Linked DNA regions of Danio rerio: region 1 is linked to region 2. The links are chromatin contacts, called in public HiCAR-type maps. All regions are on one chromosome and are shown on one strand. Each heading gives the region's core, a stretch centred on a gene start, on an enhancer-like site or on the middle of the called end of the contact. The rest is flanking DNA. Distances are from core to core; before and after follow the strand shown. Region 1 has its middle 30 kb from the start of spns2. Region 2 overlaps ruvbl2 (RuvB-like AAA ATPase 2).

Region 1 (5,210 bases), core at 1,328-3,827, 180 kb before region 2:
TGTTAAACAGAAATTGGGGGAAAAATAAACAGGGGGCTAATAATTCTGACTTCAACAGTATATATGTCTGTCAACATCTAAAAAAATATGTTTAGGGGTTTTTGTGACCCTTTAAAAAGTGTCAATAAACATAGTGGAGTTTTCCCAATAAGACTTTTGCAAATTAACAGAAATTCAACAAAGAATACAGTTGACAGTGATAAGTATTAAATGGCGCATCAGTAACAAAACGAATTGCTGCATGGAGAATAACATCCAGTTTGTGAAGGAGAGTTTTTAAAGATGATCTAAACTAAATTCCCATAATCCAAAATTGGTAATAATAATACTGTTAATTTGACCAAATGCTGCTTTGAAGAGTGTGTAAAAGAAGATTTGTTTCTGTAAACAAAACCAATCCTGGTTTTCAAATGTCAGTTTACCATCTAACCAGATTCCAGGACAGTTGTAGCAGTCAACATGCCATACATGCTGAAGATAATGTCAGCAACTAGGAGTCATTATAGATTATAAATATATTAGGATGCACAAATGCACACTGTATTCTCCATATTTTCAGTTTTTCACAGAGATGACGTTGGTCCTTTTTTGAATCTGTCACTATGCTGATGCATAGGCATTTGTAGCTCCACCCTCTTTTTAAAAGCATAATCTCATTTGAATAAAAAAAAAGAGTTTCCAAAAGAAAATAAATATATATCTTATCATAATCTCTCGTACAGAAAGAGACTTACAGATCTTGCACATGCTTTGTATTTTCTTCCCTTCAACAACAACAAAAGCAACTATAAATTGCCTTTAAAGAAGAAAAGATATATATATATATATATATATATATATATATATATATATATATATATATATATATATATATATATATATATATATATACAGTTGAAGTCAGAAATATTAGCCCCCTTTTGATTTTTTTTTCTTTTCTTAATATTTCCCAAATGATGTTTAACAGAGCAAGGAAATTTTCACAGTATGTCTGATAATATTTTTAGTTCTGGAGAAAGTCTTATTTGTTTTATTTCGGCTAGAATAAAAGCAGTTTTAAATTTTTTAAAAAACAATTTTGGGACAAAATTATTAGCCCCTTTAAGCTATTTTTCCCCCGATAGTCTACAGAACAAACCATCATTATACAATAACTTGCCTAATTACCCTAACCTGCCTAGTTCACCTTATTAACCTAATAAAGCCTTTAAATGTCACTTTAAGCTGTACAGAAGTATCTTGAAAAATATCAAGTAAAATATTATTTACTGTCAGCATGACAAAGATAAAAAAAAAATTAGTTATTAGAAATAGGTTTCTAAAACTATTATGCTTAGAAATGTGCTGAAACATTCTTCCCTTCATAAAACAGAAATTGGGGAAAAAAATAAACAGGGGTGCTAATAAGCCAGGGGGGCTAATAATTCTGACTTCAACTGTATATAGACACATGGCATTAAATTTAAAAGTTACAATTCTTTAATAATCCAACCATCTAAATTTATAATACCTAAATATTTGGATTCACAGGTGTAGGCAATCTCTACTTCAAAAATGGCATCTAAATGTATTTCAATCTCTTTCCAGTGTGGGGTTAATTTCTGTCCATCTCAAAAAACCTGATAGTGATTAGCTACATTTTCCCCCTTATTTCAATTTTAAATGACTCAATTTGGATCAAAGCCTACAAGGAGCAAATTCAAAGAGTTCTAAAAAATATTTGTGCAGTATTTTGAGCTGAAACTTCACATACTCAATCTAGGGACATCAGAGACTTATGTTGTAAAAAGAGGCATAAAATGTATCCTTTTAGGTTATGGGCTGGAAAACCAAAGGCCAGTCCTATTTTTGCCACAATGTGTTCATCTGTGTATTCTATGTCTGTTTTTAAAATATCCAGTTAAACTTAGTTTCATTTACTTAAACAAGCTCTGACACACATTAAGCCAACAACCCCTCAGATATGTGTCGTATAAACCATTAAATAGATCTATAAAAATAATGCAGACACTTAAATGCTGACCTCCGAACATCAACTGAGACACTTGCTACAGTTGCACAGAAAGTTTGTCAACACTTATACAAATAGATCTGAATGAACTCTACTTAAAGCTCATTCCCAGGGTTTAAAATTACGCATAATAGATGTCGAGATATTCTTGTAATGGTGCCGTTTGGCAGTATCAGAAGGACAGATATTATTGTTTTTCATTTCTGTAACCAGAAGTCCAGCGAGAGCACACCCTTTCAAATACTTTCCTCAAAATGCTGAACTTAAACTCGGAGTGCTATTGACCGCAGAAGGTCAAGGTAATTCATTTAAAGCCATTGTCGCCCGTTTGTTTGCCTTTGGCCAGAATCCACTTCCTTTGTTCTTCTTGTCCGTGCTCTCTTGTTTTTCTGACCTTGCGGTTGGAATTTTTAAAGGCTTTCTAGCGACAATCTTCATTCTTCAGCAGGAGGTACATGCATAACCAAACATGGACATTCATAGACGCAAACGTACATGCATACCTGGAAAACATTCCATTCGGGTAATAGTTTGACCCGCAATTAGGACACAATAGGCATTGTGTGCCCTCGCTTTATCTGACCACTTGCGTGTTTCCCCTGATCGCCTGCTGAACCTGGCAGGAAGCTGTCACAATGGCTAATAAATTTACAGGGCGATCAATGAGAAGTGTTTTGGTAAGCCTAACCGAGAGAGAGAGAGAGGGAGAAAATGGTCATGGTCAGTGTTTTCTTAGGCCTGGTTTTCATAAAAAACATACATAATAGGCATGCAATGTGGCACGCATAATATCTTACGCTCATTCTTTCCTAAATAATAAATTATTGATGTTCATCGCTTTATCTGACATCCTAATAAAACAACAGAACAAAGCGCTTTACTGGAAATCTCTGGGTGTGCTTTATTTTTGTGGTATATGTGCTGTGCTGTTTATTAAAATGCCCTTAGCATTGCATATGTAGAAATATGATGATGCTATGGCCTTCATAACAAAACTTCTGCATTACAGTGCTGTAATTATTGTTGAAATGCATTTTGCAGAGCTGCTGAAGGCTATGTAGCTTCATGCTGGGTCATACTGGTGCAATAACTAATTAAAATTAGCCATGTTAATTGACATTATTTACATGGCTCTCCTCAAAGATTGCCTATTTTGAGACATGCCTTGTTAGAAACCCTCCGATGGCAGAATCACTAGGTTTGAGATCAGCTCAGAGTGAGTTGTGCAGAACCAGAGGGATTATATTGGTGCCGTGACCCGGATGAAAGAGAGGTTTATGTGGGTTAGTGTAGTACAGGTCAACTTGTGAGAGTTCTCTTGGAGGCAAACTGTTCAAGACATGCACTAGTGACAGATGCTGGAGGCTGCAGTTTTTAGTGTACTTGTTAGTGTGTTCGCCTCCCATGAGAGAATTGCCAGGTTTGAGATTAGCTCAGAGTGGGTTGTGAAGAACTGAAGGGATTACATTGGTGTTGTTTAAGTGGGTTAGTGTGGACTAGTGGGTTAGTGTAATACAGGTCAATTAGTGAGAGTTATGTGAGCAAACTGTTCAAGATATGCACTGGTGACAGATGCTAGAGGTTGCACCCTTTAGTGTCCTTGTTAGGGCACTCACTTCTCAAGGGAGAATCGGCAGGTTTGAGTTCAGGTCAAGTTAAACCAGAGGGATTACATTGGTGCCATGACCAGGACGATGGTGAGGTTAAAGTGGGTTAGTGTAATGCAGGCCATCTAATGAGAAATATGCGAGTAAACTGTCCAAGATACACACTAGTGACAGATGCGAGAGGTTGCAATCTTTAGTGTCCTTGTTAGTGTGCTCTCCTCCCATGGGAGATTTGCCAGAGTCCAGCTCAGAGAGTGTTGAGCACAACCGGACATTGGTGCCATGACCTGGATGGGGGTGATGTTTAAGGGGGTGAGTGAAACAGAGGCCAGCTGAGAGCAGTGCAAGTAAACATTCTAAGAGTCCGTTGTCTTTAGCATACATGTTTAGAGTGTAACTCTGGCTTCCAAGTTGGGTTTAAAATACTGCTCCTAGCGGGTCAGTGAAAACCAGAGGAGTTATGTGCACTTGCACTTTGAACTGTTTTTAGACTACTTACTTTCTCCACAAGGTACAGTATTAGCACAGAATCCAGCTATTGTCTATGTTTTCATCCACCTATTTATATGTGCATTTTATATGATAGAAATGGCAAGATGCGCATGGGTTTTGAAAATGGGCATAAAAATGTAAGCGCATAACTGAGTAGTATAGACATTTTATTCCATTAAAAAATGTGCATAAACTACAATGGAAACACTTTAACCGAACAAATTGCAGTATGTGCATTAAAAAGGTTATGTGATTTTGTTATAAGAGATCATGTAATGGTGAACAAATTGCAGTATGAACAAATTGAACAAATTGCAGTATGTGCATTAAAAAGCTTATGTGATTTTGTTATAAGAGATCATGTGATGGTAAAAATGAGTGTGAATGGACAAACCAGCAGGCTGAGCACATTGTAAAATAACTGAAATGTTGTTTTGGTCAATCTGAAACGTCTTAAAGCTTTCAGAATTAGTGTTATTATATTATTAATCACCTCCAGAATCAATAATGTTTGTGCTCCACGTCTCAAACCTTCAAACACCACCATGCGTTTATTGTATGTTGGCATTTGTCTTCTGAGAAGCAAGTCATTTATTAAATGAAAAAAGATTCCCGCAGCTTCTCATACAGAAGCAAATTCCATTTTTACTGCTGATATTTGGCACCAGTTAATCAGAAAGGGATGATTTTGTTTTCTTTGACTCACTGGACGTAAATGTTGCTTTATTTGCATATCTTTTATACGATATTCTTGTTTTGCATATAAATTTAATTCACCTCTTTGGATGGAAACATAGCCATTGTTTCAGATTCTGAAAAGAAATATATACAGAACAAGAAAAGTGCTTGTCTGAGGGCTTTTAAAATACATAAAACTCTATTTTAACAAGTTTAACGAAATTTAAATCGCTCAAAACTTTTTGAAAAAAGAAAAACCCACACTGGACAAGAATGAATATTTCTATTGCACAAGTTAACTGCTTGTGTTCACTATAAAATTAAGTATGGTTTAGAAAGTCATGAAGAACACTTAAATGATCCTCCATTTCAAATGTATTGCTGAACACTCTGATAACTTATTGGCTCATGCTAAATGAATG
Region 2 (4,690 bases), core at 999-3,498:
AGGTCAAAAATAAATCTTTAAAAAAGGGACACATTACAATGATAAATAACAGACAATTATACGTAACAAAACATTTGATGTAAATTTAACAGTTTTGTTCGGCCACTTTATTAGGGACAACTTACTAGTACTGGGTTGGACTCCCTTTTGCCTTCAGAACTACCTTAATCCTACGTGGCATAGATTCAACAAGGTACTGGAAATATATATTTTTAGAGATTTTGATCCATATTGACATGATAGCATCACGCAGTTGCGGCAGATTTGTTGTCTGCACATCCATGATACCAATCTCCCGTTCCACCACATCCCAAATGTGCTGTATTGGATTGAGTCTGGTGACTGTGGAGGGCATTTGAGTACAATGAATTCATTGTCATGTTCAAGAAACCACTCTGAGATTATTCATGCTTTATGGCATGGTGCATTGGAAGTTGCCATCAGAAGATGGGTACACTGTGGTCACCATAAAGGGATGGACATGGTCAGCAACAATACTCAGGTTGGCTGTGTCGTTGACACAATGCTCAATTGGTACTAATAGGCACAAAGTGTGCCAGGAAAATACCCCCCCCCCCCACATCCCTACACACCATGACCATTGAACACCACACCATGACCTCTGGCATCAACAAGGTATTTGTGCCCACAGAACTGCCGCTCACAGGAGATTTTCTCTTTTTTGGACCATTTATGTAAACCCTAGAGATAGTTGTGCATGTAAATCCCAGTAGATCAGCATATTATAATGATTTCTGCAAGATCACGTGACATTGAAAACAAGTAAAAACATTTTTAATAGATTTTATACATAACTTCATAATATATAAGTAGCCTATTTATAATAAGAACTGCACGTTTGATCAAATAACTACAGCACTTGCACAAAAACATTTAACTATTCCATTTGACTTATGAACTTTATAATGCATATAAATCCTCACAGAGACAGCTAAACCTTATTGATGACACTCTAAGATTGAAATCTCCAGTCTTTTTAAATACTTTCTTTCTTTTTGCATACTCCAGTGACATTCATTTCAGGATTGCAGCAGATGCTTCGGTGATGCTGAAGCAGAGGATGTTGGGAGAGCTGCCCACAGATGGGATACAGATGACAGATTAATCCTCTCGAGTGAAAAGGAGAGATGAGGAGAGTTATGAAACATCACAAACATCTCAGGTAAGAGGGAGCAGCGAGGCTCTTTTCACCCTTAATCTCTCATGAAAGTGATTTATATTTCAATATCGCTCCCTTACAGGGGATTTTTATCAGTGCACTAGTCAGAAAGTCTACAAAGAGGAAAATAAATGGGTTATGATCTTAAGATTAGTCAACCTAAGAAAGCAGAAAAAATAATGTCCCCCCCCTCCCCCTGGCCAGTCTGCGACCTAAAATAATCACGCTAAAAAAATTCCTCCAGTTCATTTGTCTTAAGAAACAGTCCAGTATCCCCTTAATGGTAGCGGATGTCATAACTTTGAGGCATCGCGCCGAAGTAACTGGGCCTGGATTTAGCAGAGCTTTCCAACGCTTTTCCTTCCCTCGCTGCCATTTATCCTGACATGTTAATAGGTGGTTTTGAATTACGGCCTTATCTCTGGGACTCTGCAAAGAAATAGAGAATGCGCACTCAGCTCTCACAGACCTTTTCAATTTATATACCTTTGATTTCATCTAGCTGCCCATTTTCATCCGAGGCTCTTTTGAGAGCCAGCCAGCGGCGTCTACTCAATGTGTCTCTAAGGATTATATCTTATGTCCTTTCCTCCATTTTAAAGCGGTCTGCTGTTTTGTTAGTAATGGTTCTTTTTTAACAGGCAGCAGACAACCTGTAAATGGAAGGCTGTGTTCAGTCATGCGACGTACGGAAAACGTTGCTTTGTAACCTCAGACATGATGACGACTGCGTGAGGCCGTTCTGCTAAGATTACCCAAAAGAAACGCTCCACTGTCCATCTATATCCATATACTCATTGCACGTGAATGAATTGGCCTGTCTTCTGTTTGGTTAGCAAAGACCGCACATCATCTTTTGGGTTTCTAAATCTCGCCCTGGTTTTGTTAAGTACATACAATCCTTGTAAACTATTATAGCACGTGTGGACACTGGTAAAATATTGACAAACATCAGAGTTCTCAAACAAGTAAAAAAAAAATGAAGAAACTTTCTGGTACACTGATACTCTTGGTGAAGGATAAAGTGATGTCCACTCCACTGGCAGGTTACCGAGTAGAGAATTTAATATTGATTAAATAGTGCCACCTAGCCTTGGGTCATGGTCATTATTATTGCTCAGAGTAATAAATATTAAAGGGATAGTTCACCCAAAATGTAAAAAAAAATTCTGTCATTTACTCACCCTCTATAACAGAGGTCACCAACCTCGTTCCTGGAGGTCAGGTGCCCTGCAGGGTTTAGCTCCAACTTGCCTCAACACACCTGCTTAGGTGTTTCGAGTATACCTAGTTAGACCTTGATTAGTTGGTTCAGGTGTGTTTGATTAGGGTTGGAGCTAAAATCTGCAGGACACCGGACCTCCAGGAACAAATTTGGTGGCCCCTGCTCTTAGTTCAAAAGCATAATTTTGAGCTATTTGAAAAATGTTTTGGAATTTTTGACTTCTGTAGTTTTTAGTTTTCCTTCTATGGAAGTAAATGGTTACCAGTTTTCATCATTCAATATATTAAATATTGATATATATCTATATATTTTTCAATATAAAAAAAAACAATTGAAAAACCCAGCTAATTCATTCATTTTCCTTCGGCTTAGTCCGTTTATCCATCATGGGCTGCCACAGCAGAATGAACCACCAATTTATACAGCATTTGTTTTACACAGCAGATGCCCTTCAGCTACAAACCATTACTGGGAAACCTATACACATCTACCTTCATACACATACACTACAAACAATTTAATTTATCCAATTCACATGTCTTTGGACTGTGGGGGAAAACAAAGAACCCAGAGGAAATCCACACCCAGAGGAAATCCACAACAATATGGGGAGAACACCAACCTCGATGCTGTAAACGGAAACCTATTAATTAAAAAATTCACATTAAGCTTTTACCAAAAGAGTTCAACACTGGCTGAAAAACACTAGTTATGCATATAGCCCGTTCTAATTCGATATTATTCATAATCCAAAATATTACTAATTACTGAAATAGTATATAAATAATAAAATATAAGTCTGCCTACTTTAACATTAGGCTTGATTCATGACTATTGCCAAAGATTTTTTATTATTTCATTTTGACAATCAGTGGCTTGAGGGTCATGAGAATGACTAATAAGAGTCTCGTCATGTTCATGGTCAAATATCTTTTATTTCATCCTTTAAGTTGCCATGTTATACAACCAAACAAGAAGAAATTATTTTTATTCATTGCAAAACATATAAAATCTAGCAATAGCAAAAAAAAAAAAAAAAAAAAAAAAAGGACTTGAAGATGAGGATTTGAGTGCATGAACACTGAATTGCCTGAACACTTGAGAGGTGGCTCAGCACTAGGAGAGGTCATAAGAGAAAGGTCTTCACAGGAGCAATGACTGGACATGCTTATTCACAGCTCCACTCGTTACGAGGTGTCCATCTGAGAGGTTTCTGAATGATGGAAAAAGAATGGCTAGGTAAACTGGATGTAGACATTTTAAAGCAGTTATACTGCCTAATTTTAAATATGAAGCACCTATTTGCTATCTGACTGAAAGAATGATGACTTGCATGTTACTCCATGATTTCAACAGAATAAACCAATAGCATGCTCATCCATATACTACAAATTATCCTTACTATTAGTGAATGCAGACCTATTCATGTACATAATTGAGTACAGGCCATTTTGAAAATGAATATTTTTCTCCATTTCTTTGTGAATTTAGACTATGTATTTTGGTGCATTTAAACAAAAGAAGATTTATTGAACAGATATATTTATTAAAATAATATTTTAGTCACCAAACATATTTAGAAATTGAAAGAATACAATTAAATTCAAAACAAAATATTGCAACAAAAAAAATTACAACCTACAAAATTTCAACCAAATTTTACATTTTTTCCCTTCTTTTGATTTTTCCTCTTTTAAAAAAAATGTATTTAATATTTTTCTATAACATTTAAATTTGGGTGCACTAGATTTTGGACCGTTATCATAAGTTATTTTGTTAGATTAGCTCCAGAATTGGCTTCAGAACTGATTAATCTAATGTATATACACAAATATAATATTGCATAGCTTCCTATTAAATATGAATTTAAAAGATAGATTTGTGAGGGGTGTACTTTTATATGTTGAGCACTGCACATGTGTCAAGTTGCCGTTCATGATGGTTTGGCGCCATCTTGCGGCTGAATTTTAAAGGGGTGGTCCAGAATGTTATTTTTAAGGCTTGGTTGTGTTAATAAGATGCAAAGCAATGTGTGCTCATGTTTAACTTGAAGGAAATCGTGTTATTTTTTCATAAATCTCACTTTGATTATACACAGCTACTCAGCTAACATGAAAACGACTGTCATATTTCCTAGTTCCTCTAAAAGGCCCACCCTCAAGTGACTCTGATTGGTCATCATCATAATATGCTGTGATACGCCGATCGGCTTCACGTCACGCCCTGACAAGCACGCGCGTTTTGTGTAAACAGTCAGTCAGTCAACACGTGTCTGTAACGAGTGA

Evidence for each region. HiCAR-type assays count read pairs that join an accessible place to other places.
Region 1: a contact with region 2 is called in a HiCAR-type map of caudal fin, with 10 times the contacts expected there. The contact joins two enhancer-like sites. A contact is called at or near these places in 7 of 18 Hi-C or Micro-C datasets (caudal fin, embryo, hematopoietic stem cells and 2 more) and 1 of 4 datasets of contacts at active chromatin or transcription factors (caudal fin).

What each region holds. Positions count from the first base shown.
Region 1 is chr5:31,568,833-31,574,042 of GRCz12tu, reverse strand. It overlaps a transcript of ube2g1a not described here. Among named protein-coding and RNA genes, the nearest start is that of spns2, 30 kb to the right of the region's middle. Within about 2 kb of position 2,577, at least 5 of the 62 cell types and tissues checked have an H3K27ac peak or open chromatin away from gene starts, as enhancers often do.
Region 2 is chr5:31,386,914-31,391,603 of GRCz12tu, reverse strand. ruvbl2 (RuvB-like AAA ATPase 2) reads right to left here. Exons shown (of 15, transcript NM_174860.2): 15 at 3,324-3,618. The coding sequence ends at 3,593. Among named protein-coding and RNA genes, the nearest start is that of ruvbl2, 13 kb to the right of the region's middle. Within about 2 kb of position 2,248, at least 8 of the 62 cell types and tissues checked have an H3K27ac peak or open chromatin away from gene starts, as enhancers often do.